2 separate regions of the Mus musculus genome follow, and region 1 is linked to region 2. The links are chromatin contacts, called in public targeted proximity ligation maps. All regions are on one chromosome and are shown on one strand. The core of a region is the stretch at or near the end of the contact, and the rest is flanking DNA. Distances in the headings are between cores, read along the strand shown. Region 1 holds the start of Foxb2 (forkhead box B2). Region 2 holds the start of Gnaq (guanine nucleotide binding protein, alpha q polypeptide).

Evidence for each region.
Region 1: a contact with region 2 is called in a targeted proximity ligation map of microglia, with 5 times the contacts expected there. A contact is called at or near these places in 1 of 39 promoter capture datasets (embryonic stem cells), 3 of 484 Hi-C or Micro-C datasets (all in embryonic stem cells) and 5 of 130 datasets of targeted methods (embryonic stem cells and microglia).

The regions. Positions count from the first base shown.
Region 1 is chr19:16,871,102-16,875,247 of GRCm38.p6, forward strand. It overlaps Foxb2 (forkhead box B2), which reads right to left and starts at 2,729. Exons shown (of 1, transcript NM_008023.2): 1 at 1,215-2,729. The coding sequence starts at 2,539. The coding sequence ends at 1,253.
Region 2 is chr19:16,130,834-16,135,448 of GRCm38.p6, forward strand. Gnaq (guanine nucleotide binding protein, alpha q polypeptide) reads left to right here and starts at 1,851. Exons shown (of 7, transcript NM_008139.6): 1 at 1,851-2,628. The coding sequence starts at 2,493.

The DNA.
Region 1 (4,146 bases), core at 1,479-3,978, 740 kb after region 2:
AGAGAGACGTTTTAATGAACACCTGGCACAACACTGGCAAACAGGAACGAAGCCACAACGCGAACGCAGAGCGGACACAGGCCAGGCGGGGCTTGGAGCCAGGGCCACTCCGCATCCCTCCCTAAGTTTGTTGTTAGTAAAGTGCTGTTCCTGGGTCTCAAAACCCGGGAAGGGAAGGGCAACAGTGAAATTTATTCACACACTGCAATTGAAGAATTCGCCTGAAAAGACACGCAGCGAGCAAAGGTGACCCCTCCTCATTTGTGCAAGAGGAGGTGGGAAAGCGGACAGCCACCAAACACACACCAAACACCACACCCGGCGCGAGCCCCTCTCCTCCAGGAGACAGGCTTCCTCGCACTACTCGCGCTAATGCGCTAATCGGGTAGAGGAGTAAAATTCCGTGATACAAGTGACTTTTTTTTTTTTTAAAAGTCTAAATGGAACTGATCGTGGGAATGAACTCTGTTCTCAGGCTTCGTAACGGTTTCTCATCCGATTGATACACAGAGGAGTCGCAGGTGGAAAGTCGCCTTTATTGTCTCTCTCTGGGGGCTCCCCAAACTTTACTTTTGGAATCTGGAGCTTTGCTCTTTAAGCCTCCGCCTTTCTCTTTTGTGCGAACTAATTACTTTAGCTGTCCCTACTATCCTCCTCGACCCCGGGTCACAGCCACGAAATGTAACCGTTTCTCAAAGAACCCACTAACCCCCTCTGTACCCCCCGCCCCCGCCGTAACAGCGAGTTTATTCCCGGTGTCGTTTTCTTGTCCATTTTCCTGACCACGGAAATAATGAGACAAAACATGCTCCTTCCCTTACCATCGAAGGCAAGTTTTCCTCAAAAGGCAGGCGGCTGCGGACTCCGGGGGACTGAAGCCTGGGCTCTGAAGTCCATTTCTGTCACTCTGTTGGGCTTCTCCCGGATTAGGTCGTCCAGGTCCTGCTCCAGAAAAGAGGTGAACCCTACTTCCTCTTTGCCTAAAATTAGTTTTCACTGACCACGTTTGCTCCTCTCTCCCATAACTTACCGACTTTTATTACAATAGAAACTCTTACCTGAAAATGGGCTTTCATTAATTAATCTGATTTACAAGATAGTATAAACACAGACACCAGGAAGTTACATTTATTCAGACCAGTGCAGCATTTAGCTCAATGCCAAGTTTGCTGACCTTCCTGGAGCACCCTCTCGGTCTGGGACCATTGTCTCAGTCTCTCGACAGGCGCCTTCTCACCGGTCGCGGGGTCCCCTAAGAATGCACCAACACCGAGTGTAGGGAGCTCCCCTTGCTGTCAGCCCTGCCGGCTGCGGTGGGCTCCAAGAGAGGGGCTGTGGGTGAGGCGGCGGCCGCGCACACGGTGGAGGGAGCAGGCAGCTGCTGCGACGCCGTGGGGACAGACAACGCCGGCGGCAGCGTGGTCACGGGTGGTAGCGCAGGCGTGGGCTTGATGGGCACCGGTACAGCTGGCAGGCTCTGGTTTGCCGAGTGGCACAGAGCCTTGACTGGCACCCCGAATGCCCCATACTCCGGGCCTACCGGGACCCCAGCTGCGGCGGCAGCAGCGGCAGCCGCGGCTACCGAATCCATCACGCCAACATGAGGCCACACGGAGCCGACAACATTGCTGAGCTGGCCCGGCACGGGGTAGCCCAAGTGGTGCATGACCGACGCCAAAGGCAACCCTCCAGCCTGCAGCACGCCCTTGTAGTCCCGCCCGATGATGTTCTCTATGGCGAACGGATGTTTGAAGCCTGTGGTGGACGCGGCGGCTGCAGCGGCGGCGGCGGCGGCCGAGCCCAGCCCGTAGGGTGGGAACTGAGACAGACGCCCCACGCTGCCCACCGCTGCGGCCGCCGCCGCTGCTGCGGCCGCCGCCACGGCCGCCGCCTCCTGCATCTTGCCGGGATGGGACGTCTGCGGAGGCTGCGACTGCGGCTGTGGCTGCTGCGCGGGCTGCGACGGGAGGTGTGGAGGCTGCGGAGCCGGAGCCGGCTGCTGGTGGAAATAGGGCACCATGTGCGGCGGCGGCGGCGGGGGCGGCTGCGGCGGGTGGTGATGGTGGTGATGGTGTGCGGCGTGGTGGTGATGGTGGTGGTGGTGGTGTGCGTGGTGGGGATGGTGGGGATGCAGGTGACCTCCTGGCCCCGTGCCGGGCGCGCCCTTGCTGCTTCCTGAGTGTAGGTGAGCGTGGTCTGCGCGTAGCACCTTGAAGCGCTTGCGGCGCCGCAGGAAGCTGCCGTTCTCGAACATGTCACCGCAGTCAGGGTGTAGCGCCCAGAAGCTGCCCTTACCGGGTTGGTCCGGCCTCCGAGGGATCTTGATGAAACAGTCGTTGAAGGAGAGGTTGTGGCGCAGGCTGTTCTGCCAGCGCTGCGTGTGCTCGCGGTAGTAGGGGAAGCGCTCCATGATGAACTTGTAGATGTCGCTCAGAGGCAGCATCTTCTCAGCCGAATGCTGGATGGCCATGGCGGTCAGTGAGATGTAAGAGTAGGGCGGCTTTTGGTCGCTGTAGGAACTCTTCCCTGGCCGTGGCATCTTCCCAGGCTCTTCCACTTCCGTCCGGCCCACAGTGGGCCTTAACGCCTCTCGGAAAGCCGGATACCAGGCTTAAGTGTCCCCACTAATTCTCTCTCCACCTGCGCAGCCTGATCCCCAGCTTTCTTGGTCCCCAGACCCCTTTTGCCTTGGTCCTCCTCCTTCGGGGAGCTGCCCCGGGTCCCCGCAATTGGCTTTTTGAGCCAATACAGTTTTATGGCGCTCACAACTTCTGGTCTTGACTGTCGTGGGCAGGCCCTCACAGTAGCCAGAGAGACTCGCCAGCTTTACCTTGCTTTTCTCCGTCTCGTCCTCCTCTTGGATGACTAGACTTGAGCTCTGGAGCGAAAGGCTGTGGAATGAGTTTCTTTTTGGTCTCTTTTCCCTTTATCGGTACAAAGGCAGCTCAGATCAAACCAACTGGATAATGAAGACTGGCTTTTTAAGCTCGAGTCCACACTAGCTGTCCCGAGGCCACTGGTGACCGATCTTTCGACCCTGGAAGCTGACCTGGTACTGGGTCTGTCCGCGCTGGAGTTCAAATCTTACAAAAAGGGGTAGACAGGGTAAGAAGAGAGAGAGGGAGCGCGCACTTTCCTATCCGCTACTGTACGTACGTACCCTCTTTTTTCAGGAGATCTGCAGGCAAGCTGAAAATGGAAGAGGCACCGAGCTCTAGGTGGTGGTTCCAAGAAAAAAGTTTGGTGCTGTCTACAGCAGCGGCGCCCACCGTCAGGCTCTATGGAGGGGACGGTGTCAGAACTCCCGGAGCTAGCCGCAGGCTGCAGGGGGCGTCTGCGTAGACAGGCTAGGACCCGGCTCGCCCGGTCCGAACAGCCGTCTGAGCTGCAGCTGCAGCCGCTCTGCCCCGCGGGTTTTGAGAAGACGCGCTGCTGTGGCAGCGACGCGCTCTCCTGGCTGCGTTTTGTAATGGTCCCCGAGACGCCGAGACCCCTGCAGCTTGCGCTTCGAGACTATCACATGACCGAGGCTGAGGGACTCCGCCGCCGCCGCCTCCACAGCCTCTTCTTTTGCTGAAGAAGGGGCAAGAAGGCACAATTTCTCGTCTCCGCCCCTTCTCCATTTCCACTGGTCACCCCGACCCTTCGCTTTCACTTCCCGCTTGCCAGCCCAGGCTTCAGCCGTCTGACCACTGAGAAGGGGTCACTGTCTAGTTGTGGGGGTCTGCTGTTCCACAGCAAGGGGGCACGGCACTGCTTTCTCACCCGTCAGGTCTTGCATAGCTCTCTCCCTTTATCATTCAGTCTTTTCACCCACTCTCCCTTAGTTTCCCGGTGGCCTAGCCATTTAGGTCTCCAGTTTGGAGCACCTTTGTCTCCAGCTCCTTTTCTCTTGGAGAAACAGAGACGCCCAGAGGGTTGTAAGTGGAAACCAATAGAAAGAAGAGCTGGGGCCTACAGATCGGCCCATTTTTTGGCAGGTTCAGCGAGGCACGAATTGCTCTTTGCACCCCAGAACCTTGATTTAGGGGGCAGAAAGATAATAGGCAGGGAATTAGGAGGCAAGAAGCTTGGCGGGTGGAGAAACTCCAACACGTCTTCCTGAAAGGGGCGGACAGACGGCGTGAGGTCTCTTTGGGGTGGCGA
Region 2 (4,615 bases), core at 601-3,100:
CCTTATATAACTTTGTCCTGTGCATTGCTGGCATTCCTTACTTCCTGATTTCTTTCCAGTGAGTGATACGTTGATTTTTTTTTTTTTTTTTGTCAATTTAAATATCTGTACCAGGGCATGTCCCTGGGGCTGAGACAGAAGTGACAAACAAAGAGGTCAGTTAAGCAAAATATATTACTGACACTTTAAAGGCACAATTTGTCTCAGGGGCTCCTTAGGAAACCAGACATGAAATGTTGATCGTTTTGTTTTCCAGCTTGTTGTGTCTCTCTAGGACACACACACACACACCCCACCCCCACCCCCACGAGGGGGGGCTGGGTATTACTTGCAATTCTTGCCCAATTCTTCTATTTTACATTTCTGCCTTGGACTCTGAATCTTTAGTATCTAAATATTCATTTTCACAGCTAGTCTACACCAGCTCTGATGGTATTCATATAAAAGGGGTGAGAGGTTCACCTTCTTTGCTTCTTTGCTTCTTTGGCAAGGTATCTTTTTTAAAAGCAGAGTATTACATACAGACTTTACGTCCACAACTCCATCTGAGTCCTGGCATAGAGGCTGAATGTATGCATGCAGTGTATCACGGGGGTGGGGGGGTGGGGGTGGGGGTGGGGGTGGGGGTGGGGGATGGGGTGGGGTGGTGGTGGTGGTGGTGGAGAATAAGGCAAACCAGAGGAGAGACCTTGAAGTCCAAGACTTGTTTCATTCTTAAGTTGCAGCAATGGGTATGATCTTACATTGCAGCCCAGATCAACAGGAGCAGTTTATGAAAAGCATGAAATGTGGAGGCGCCCACTTCTATCTATAAAGTCAGGAAAAATAGTACGATTCTCCTCTTGATGTTTGAGACACACTGAATTGAATGAACCTTTTTTTTTCCCCAATACAACCTTGAATGAACAAGATATTTTCTATTTATTAGTAAACCACCTCAAATTAGAAGTATAAAAACCAAATAGAATTTTGCTCCAATGATACTAGTTTCTTCACTTTCTCCTATTTTATTCTCTCTCCCTCCCCCTTTTCTTTGCTACAAGGTCTCATACTGCTCAGGAAGCAATTCTCCTGCCTCAGCCTGTGGAGTGTGGAGTTTATGGGTGTGAGCCACCATATCTGTCTCTTTCATTTCATTCTGTACTACTTGGCGTTCTCCCAGAAGTCATCCTTAACTGTCACGGTGTAGAAGGGTCAATCCTACATTACCAGACTGTTTAACGTAGTGTGCTGGTAGGAAAACAGAAACCACCTCAGTGACCCGAAAAGTTGGAACGGATCAGGAGGCTCTTGGAAACTTGGGCAGCTTCTTTTTTTCTCTTTAGGATTCAGATTCCTATCTGGAGATAAGGAGGACAGTTCCGTCCACAGATCCCTCAGTAACCCCCAGAGAGCCAGTGACAATCCTTTCTCTTCCCTAGTAAAGAGCATCCCATCTTCTAAGATGGATCTTGGGTCAGAGGCCACTCGAGGCAGCTTCTTCCCAATGGCGTTTTAGAAATAGGAAAGGGCAGCCCGGCTGCAGAGAGGCCCGGAGCGCAGCGCGTGGGCTCCCGGCAGGGCTCCCGCAGCGCCAGCGGCCAGAGGGCAGGCCGAGGCCGCCATATTCTCGCCGACCACGCCCCGGCAGCCCAGCGGCAGCCGAAGGTCGGTGTCCGCCTGCCGGACCCGCTCCAACGGCCGTGACCGCCGCGCCGGAGCTCGCACAGAGGGAGGCGGCCGGCGAGCGGGGCGGGCAGTCGGGGGCGGGGCGAGGAGAGCGCGAGCTGTCCAGGAGGGGCCGCGGTCCCGCCCCTTGCGCTGTGCCCGCCCCCTGCGCCCGTCCTCCTCCTCCTCCTCCCGCCGCCGCCGCCCCCTCCCGGATCTGTGCTCCAGTTCAGAGAAAGGAGAAAATGTGTGTGTGTGGCGAGGGGGAGGGCGAGCACTGAGCAGCCGCGGCGCGCCTGGCAATCGGGCCGGGTGGGCGTCCGGCGGAGGCGGGGGCGGAGGCGGGGAGCGCGCGGCGGCCGGCTGCCCGGTTTGCGAGCGAGCCGAGTGGGCGCGGGCAGGCCGAGGGCGCCCGGAGCCGAGTCAGGCGGCGGCGGCGGCGGCGGCGAGGAGCGGGCGCGCCGGGCGCGCTGAGCCGTCGGCGGTCGCTCGCTGCGGGGCCGCCTCGGTGGATGAGCTCGGGCCGCTGGGCGCACAGCCTTGGGCAGCGTCGGCGGCGGCGCCTGGAGGGCCGCGCGCTCTCCGAGAAGGCGGCGTGTGAGCGCGGCGGGGCGCGGCGGCCTTTCCTCGCGCGTCCCAGGCTCCCGGCCCCGCTCGTTCCCGGCCCGCCTGGGCTGCGGGCCCGGCCGCCTCCTTTACCGCGGCTCCCCTGAGCTCGTCCCTGACGCGCGCCCGGGCGGCGGGGCTCCGCGGCCGCCGCTGCCTCGGGGGAGCGAGGGCGGAGGGCGTGTGTGCGCGCGTGTGAGCAGGGCGCCGGCGGGGCTGCAGCGAGGCACTTCGGAAGAATGACTCTGGAGTCCATCATGGCGTGCTGCCTGAGCGAGGAGGCCAAGGAAGCCCGGAGGATCAACGACGAGATCGAGCGGCAGCTGCGCAGGGACAAGCGCGACGCCCGCCGGGAGCTCAAGCTGCTGCTGCTGGGTGAGTGCGGCCCTTGGGCCCCGGTACCCCCCGCCCCGGCTCGCCGCTGCCCTCCCCACGCGCGTCCCCGGCCGGCACCCGCACCCGCACCCGCGCGCGCGCACCCAGGGGCCGAGGGCCGGGGCTCCCGGGCGCGGATCCGCGGCGTGCGCCTTTGGTGTCAGCTAGGGCCGTGCTCGGTGCACAGCGTCTGCGGGACGGCTGAGCGTCCGCGCGAGCGGCGCGGGTGGGCAATGGCGTGCAGTGCGGTGGTCGGCCAGCGTCCATTGTGGCGCGTTGTGGGGTGGAGAGGGAAGGGTGGAAACGGGGAGCAGACCCCGGTCTGGATTCTGCTAGGAAAGGTGCTGAGGAAGCCTTGGCTGGCGCTCCAATAAACCCGGGTTAACGTACTGGGCAGGGGCGGGGCGGGAAGACTAGCCCAAATGTGCTATACTGTAGCCACCAGGCCACTGACAGGAGTGACCCCAGAGAGTTGCATGGCCAGTGGATGGTGACAGGCGTCTCTATGAACCATTCCTTCCGGATAAAGATGAAGGATCCGGGAGTGTTGTACTGTGTGGTTGTTGACAGCAGACGGGTGTCTTTTGTTTAATGAGGCGACCCAGATGTATGCCTGAATTCACAGCAGTTTCTACTGGAAACCAGCGCAGCCTCTCAGTTACTCTCCTGGAAACAAACAGAAACCTTTTGTTTAAAACGGACATTTTAGTATCTTGCCATCTGGGCTCCAAGAAAAAACGGGAAGAGTGAGAGAAAATTTCCCTCTGATCGCGTTTAAAAAAACAAAACAAAACAAAACAACAACCCAACATTCTCCCTTAACATGAAATTAGCAAGAAAATGCTATTTTCAAATAGGAGCTATATTGATTATTATCTCCGAGAGAGTGTTCGGAATCAAGCGATCAGGGTCCATGTACAAGCTAGCATGACATAACTATTGCTATTGTGGTAGGAAGCAAGAACTGCTTTGCAGGAACAGGCCTGAAAAATGTCTGCACTTGTGTTTATTTGTTACCGCTTCACAAACATTTCTGTAAGAAAAGAATGTTGCATTGTTGGGATTTGAGAAGACACCCCCCCCCCCCCCGTTTTTTTCTTTTCATTTTTCTTTTTTTTGCTATCTGGAGCATTCCATGTGCTGGCTCCAAGAACCCATTACCTTGGGGCCTGGCTTGCTTATCGTCAGGAGCAAAATATCATAATCACACATGGTTCCCAATGCTGTTCCCTTCCCTTAACCAAGGTCTTTATATTGAAATCCAGTTAGGTAAATGTGCACATATAATGTGTTCATAAAGACTAGAAGGCAAGGGGCTGACTAGAAAGATGGGTTTCAGGGGGAATAAGCCAGAGCAATGGGGAAACTGGGTAAGCCTGTCCACCCTCATCATTTCTGTTTCTTCTCAAGGCTGAAAATGGAATGTCTTATCTTTTTTTTTTTTTTTTAATTGAGAAGGGAGAAGCAAGGGCAAGTGGGATAAATATATGTTGATCCAGTATACAATTAAGAGGAAAGACACGTGTTTTAGAGATTTTTCTCTTAGACCTGGCTTTTAATTTTCCTTTGTTTATAGTCTTCATATGTTTGTGTTTAGCTAGGAACAGGGCATTTGAGGTCTCATTGACCAAACTTATTTGCCTGAAATTTGACAGCTCCAGGTTTCCCAGCAGCTATGAGTTAGGTTTGTCAGAGGGCCTAGGTTTACATGCCTGAGAGGGGAATACACTTAGAGAGATGCTTAATTACATGCTGTGTATTTTAATAATATACCATGCTTTAAAAAACGAACGTGGAAGTGATTTCCCGAGGGGGAAACCCCCCCAGTTCTCCAGCTAAGAAAGTGGTAGCTGTAGGTGTGTGGCGGCCCTCCCGCACTGATTCTAGATGGAGCAGGGTTTAACCTGGCCCCACCTCACCCGTCAATGACAGGCTGTTGGAGCTGGTAGGAAACCTGCCACTTACTCAGCACCTACATCCACGAGCA